Linked DNA regions of Mus musculus: region 1 is linked to region 2. A link is a contact called in public targeted proximity ligation data. All regions are on one chromosome and are shown on one strand. The core of a region is the stretch at or near the end of the contact, and the rest is flanking DNA. Distances in the headings are between cores, read along the strand shown. Region 1 holds the start of Capn1 (calpain 1). Region 2 has its middle 22 kb from the start of Ovol1.

Region 1 (2,700 bases), core at 178-2,677, 480 kb before region 2:
AACAAAAATCTGAACCCCTGAATCTGCCTAACCCTGCCACTCTCCCCTCTTTTCTCCCCGGAGTAAGCAACACCCGCTACACCTCATGTCCTCTACCTGCCTAGGCTTTCTTCAGGCACCACCCTACCTCTCCCCCGCCCCCGGCCACGCGCATCTCCCCACCCTTGCCAAAGTTCCTGCCTTTACTGACACCTGCATTAGATGAGGCTTCAGTCGGGGAAAGTGTGTGGACCAACCCTTCCTCTCCATTAACCATGAAGGCAGAGGCGTCTTCATCAGCTCATGCCCAGCTGAGCATAACGCCCAGGTGCGAAAGTTAGACGCAGTCAGCTCTTAACTTTTGGAGTGTCGAGGTGCCTAGAATCCCAAGAAAAGCACCATCTATTCAATGAATGCTTGTCCATCTTATGTAGCTTGATCGGCCATGCTGTGACCTCTATAACTGTGAAGAGCCTTGGGACCGCTCCAATCCCTCTGCATCCTTGATGCTCCAAACTCTTGTAGTGCGCCCAGGGGGATCTGCAGGTCCTGTGTGAGCCTGCCCTGGTGTTCCGGGCCTCTGCTGCCCTCTCCCGGGTCAGGTAACCCCCACAAGGGAGCTGATCCCAGGTGCGCAGACCAATTACTTGAAAGAGAAGGCCAGAATGCTACACAAAGATTGGCTAAGGCCATTGTCCCTCTTTTTTTTCTGCACGGTTGGGGAAATCGAGGCACGGATTTACCTAAGGCCATGCAGGGTGTGCGCAAAGACCGCTAGGGCGGAGTGCTAGCTCTGCAGGCCTGCGCCCTAAGGTGAGGGGGTGGGGAGCTGGCTCAGCCCTACAGCGGGTCTGCGGCAGGGACCGGCCGGGGTGGGGCTACCGTTTGTCTAGCGTCCGGCAGAAGTCAGCTCTCATCCAGCCAGGGGCAGCTCCAGCAAGCAGTTGCAGCCACCAGAGGTAATCCCTGCTTCGCCGAGCGCCGGCTGGGCTGGAAGACAGCTGCAACCCAGAGGCACGCGGGGGCGCAGGAGGCGGGTGGAGGACTGTGTTGGCGGCGTCACTGAGCCGGATCGTCCCCAGTACCTTCCCGGAGGGCGACATAGGGTGGGGCCGGCGGCTCTGCAACTCGAGCTGCGGCCCTAGTTAAAAATACCCCTTGCCCTACCCTCTCTCTGGCCGGCGGTGCCCTTCTGTCCCAGTCCAACCCTTCTCACCCGGACCGGCGACCGGCTCCTCCCGGGAGACAACTCTGCCATTTACCAATTTGTCCTCTCGCAGAGCTGGCTTAGAGTCTGCAGAGGAAGGGGGCGGGGGGAGGGGACTGAAAGACACCCTAAGTAAGAGATAGTAAAAAAGTGTTGCGGGGGAGATAAGGGAGAGCCTAGAGGGAGCGGGGTAAGAGCCTCGGGCGTAGGTGGAGGACCAGGGAGGGAGGGACCAGGGCCGAGGGGCGGTGGAGGAGGGCGGGGAGGAGGGCAGGGAGGAGGGCAGGGAGGAGCGCTCTTCCTGGTTGGGCCCTGCCCTGAGCTGCCACCAAGGAAGCCAGCCCCAGGGACCGCAGCAATCTCCCAAACTCCCCTTCCCCAGGTAAGAAGTTGGGTGTCCAGACTACGACTGTTTGACCCAGGCCACTGCTTCTGGGGTTAGGGGGCTGTCGCTGATCAGCCCCTGCTTCAGGTCTTCTGTGTGTTTGCCTGAGGGTTAAGGGTCCGGAAGCAGCTCAACCCAGGCGCTCAGCTCAACCTGTCCGCTGTAGCTGGGCCAGTGTCCAGTGCTCTGATGTTCAGCTTGTGGAAAGGCATCAGTGCGTGGAGTTTTCAGTTCCTAAGCCGAGGAAAGGGGCAAATGAACTAGATGCTTGGCAGCTTTGTGGAGGGGAAGTTACAGGCAGGCAAATGGTGTCAGGGATCGTACCTGGAGTACCTCTGCTCTGCTGCTGTGGCTGGCCTCCACCCTATCCTACCTGCCTGGATGGCTGATACCAAACTGTCACCTCTGGGCGGTAAGAATAGGGAAAAGAGAGGTGGTGACCAGGATACCTAGAAACTGGACACCCCTTTCCAGATTCTGAGAGCCTAACAACAAGGTGGCTGAGAGTCCCAGGCACTGTAAAGGGAGCAGTGACCCATGTTTGGGGAGGAATGAGTCCAGGAGAATGTCGGCAGGCAGTTGTGTTTTATCCCTGGGAAGGCCTGCATCTCTACCAGGCCCATGTGTTCCCCAGGATGACAGAGGAGTTAATCACCCCTGTGTACTGCACCGGGGTGTCAGCCCAAGTACAGAAGAAGCGGGACAAGGAGCTGGGCTTGGGCCGCCATGAAAACGCCATCAAGTACCTGGGCCAGGATTATGAAACGCTTCGGGCAAGATGCCTGCAGAGTGGGGTCCTCTTCCAAGACGAGGCCTTCCCTCCGGTTTCTCATAGCCTGGGCTTCAAGGAACTGGGTCCTCATTCCTCTAAAACCTATGGCATCAAATGGAAGCGGCCTACGGTAAGAGGGCCACTCTGGGTGGAACTTGGTTCTGATGGTGGTGGGCAATGGGACTGGGCCCCCCCATTATTCGTGGTGTCTGGGTACCAGTTTCTAGGAGGGACTGGCCCAGGAACATGACCGTGGGTCTTGTAGGAACTGATGTCAAACCCCCAGTTCATCGTGGATGGAGCCACCCGGACAGACATCTGCCAGGGAGCACTGGGTAGGCCCCCAGGGGTGGGGTT
Region 2 (2,779 bases), core at 67-2,566:
GAACTACAAACGCCTAAGCACATGCTGAACGTGACAACTAAAGAGATTCTATTTTTATATAAGTCTGGCAAGGAAGACAAGCAAGCAGGTGAGGTCACGTTTCCGGGAGCCCCGGGAAGCTTGGGCGTGCTGGCCGTGAGGGACGGTTTCTCCACATAGAGTTCAAGCAAATTCTTGGATCTCCAGGTCCAAAATAATATAAAACAAGCAGCTTATCCTGACAAGCTCAAGAGACAGTGATCGGCAGCCTTGAGGAAAGAATGTTGAAGGCCCCATGAGACATCCCGACGAGCCATGTACTGAGCACAGAAGAAGGAAACAAGACAACCCGCAAAGACCCGTGGCCTCCTCCCCCACTTGTTTACTGATGCTTTGGCAAAATGCTTGGGGCCTGAGTTGGGTGGACCAAGGATGCCAAGGCTTGTCATCTAAGGAGCCTGGGAGAGGCTGGGCGGTGATTCCAGTTGGATGGGTCCCCACCCTGCACGAGGCAGGAAGGCAAGCTCATGAATCATAAGCCCCTCTTGTCCAGAGCCGCTCGCTCACGGAGTTCTGACGGATCACTCTCAGCTTCCGTGGCACGGTCCTGAACAGCCTTCTAAAGTCCTGCTGACCTCAGACCACCTAACTGAAATGGATTTACCACAGCCAGCTGGCTCTGCCTTGGCCAGACTCTTAACTGTGGCGCTTTTAAATGAGAAGCATGAGCTGCGACTCGGTTACCTTTGAACTTGGAGTTGTGTATTTATTTCTCTTTAGAATGTCTCCCTGTAGGCCTCGCATCTCTGCCTCCTGCATGCTCAGATTAGACGCATGTGTTACCACGTCTAGCATCAACCAACCTTCCTTTTACCTTTGGCTCTTTCAATGATGCCCCATCCACCTTTTCCTAGTTGGGAATTCTTGTAGTCATTCCTCTCCTACCTCCTCAGTTTCCCCACCTCAAATCTCTTCTCCCTCCTCTCTTTCCAACCTGCGCCCCCCATGCTCTTCCTGCCTGGCACCTGCAACCCAAGGCCTTCTCATGACAGCTACTGTGAGTTCAAGCGCAGGGAACATCTTGTAGGGTGAAGAGCTACCCATCCTTTTTTGTCTGGGGCCACCAAGGCTGAGTATCCAAGCCCCCCTACTCCTCCCTCCATTTCCCAGTTCACCCAGCGAGGCTACACTTTTCTCCCAGTTTTCCTGCCAGGTCCCCCTCTCCCCCAAAGCTCTCTCTCTCCTGTGGGAGTCCTGGGGTTTATCTACCCCTTGCTGGTGCTGACATGCCCTAGACTGAAGGCGCGCTCTGCAGCGGGCGAGCTCAGCAGCACAGGGTGCTGCTGTCAAAGGAGGCAGCAAGGATCCGCTCTGCTTGCCTGGGTTCTTCTGGCTCAGTTGCTGCCTCTCTGTTCCAGGCAATCCTGTTTACCTCCCCCATAGCCAATGGCCTGTGAAGACCTGGGCAGAATGGGAGTTCTTCCTGTCTCTTTTGTGCCTTAGAACCCTTCCCACTATGTTTTCTTTCTAATCCAAATCTCATTTCGAAATCTCCTGCCAGAGGGGTTTCCCAGCCCCTCCCAGTTTTGACTCAACCTGCTGATCACAGCACTTCTGAATGAAGAACAGAGACCTCAGGTGGGATTGGCTTGCCACCGGGCCCTGGGGACACTCCTGTGTACACCGCTCACCCTACCAGCAGCACCCAGCCTTATTCTCTACCTCCTGTTCTAAGAAGGAAAACCAGGTAGGTTTGAGCAAAGACTAAGGACTGGCTGGACAGCAGACAGCAAGCTGGCCATATTCCTGTCCTGGAGCTGCAGCTTCAGGCTGGGTCTGCACCAGGGACCCAGGAAGTGACCAGATCCTTCGTCTTCCCCACAACGTCTAGTGACAGCAGTTCTGCCTTTTAGTTCCCACCTGTGGCTCCACAGGTTAGCTTTTTAGACCCACCCACCCCTGCACCCCCTAGCCCTCCCCCCAGCATTGCCTAGTCTAGAGTGAATACAAACGTGGCCTGTCTTTCATGGGCTGCCTGCCCTGTAGCTGAGGGCCTTGCTCATTCTCCACAGAGATGACCCTGGGGGCGCCTGGAGGGTTAGCGTATCACCTCCTTATGCTAGCTTTATAGCGCAAGGTTCCGCTCACAACTCTTTCCCAAGAACAGTTTTGGCACCTAAAGGAACGCTGTGTTCCCGTGGTGTTGGTTTGATGAAATTAAACAGTGAGTCTTTTCCACTCCCGGCTCCAGAGTTACTGTTGTCTTTCTGATCTGCTCTCCCTCATGCCACTGCCAGACTCCTCTCATCTGAGTGAGTTCTCTCAGACTTCTGGGAATCTCAGCCTCTCCCAGGAATGCCTCCTCTCCACACTCCTGTCTTAAAATGTCTTTGTCCTCAAGGCTCTGCTGTGAATAATCGGCATGGACAAATGGCTCTTCTACACTTAAGCCAACATATGCCTCATACAAAATCCAACTCCATGCCAGGCTGGTGGCTCCTTAGAAGGCTGAGGCAGGAGGATCACAAGTTCAAGCCTACCTGGATTACAGAGTGAAACTGAGGCCACCCAGAGTAAACTGTTAACGCCCAGCCAAAAACAGAGAGAGGTGGGCGTTGGAGGCTCTCACCTTTATCCCACACTGCAGAGGCAGAGGCTGCAGAGTGTCGGCCCCAGGCTGGAAGATGGTTCAACTGGTAGAAGTGCTTGCCACTAGGCCTGACGATTTAGGTTCCCTGCCTGCACCCAGCGCAATGGCAGGAAAGAAGCGGCTCCCAGCGGCTCTCAGTCTCCCTCTCTG

The links.
Region 1: a targeted proximity ligation map of embryonic stem cells shows a contact between it and region 2, with 2.1 times the contacts expected there. A contact is called at or near these places in 3 of 39 promoter capture datasets (hippocampal neurons, liver and pre-B cells), 3 of 484 Hi-C or Micro-C datasets (LSK cells, embryonic stem cells and pro-B cells) and 1 of 130 datasets of targeted methods (embryonic stem cells).

What each region holds. Positions count from the first base shown.
Region 1 is chr19:6,013,974-6,016,673 of GRCm38.p6, reverse strand. Capn1 (calpain 1) reads left to right here and starts at 1,427. Exons shown (of 22, transcript NM_007600.3): 1 at 1,427-1,568; 2 at 2,206-2,473; 3 at 2,609-2,678. The coding sequence starts at 2,207. It overlaps Gm10814 (predicted gene 10814), which reads right to left. Exons shown (of 5, transcript NR_045783.1): 2 at 2,318-2,445; 3 at 862-1,805; 4 at 191-357.
Region 2 is chr19:5,537,683-5,540,461 of GRCm38.p6, reverse strand. It overlaps the pseudogene Gm31166. Among named protein-coding and RNA genes, the nearest start is that of Ovol1, 22 kb to the left of the region's middle.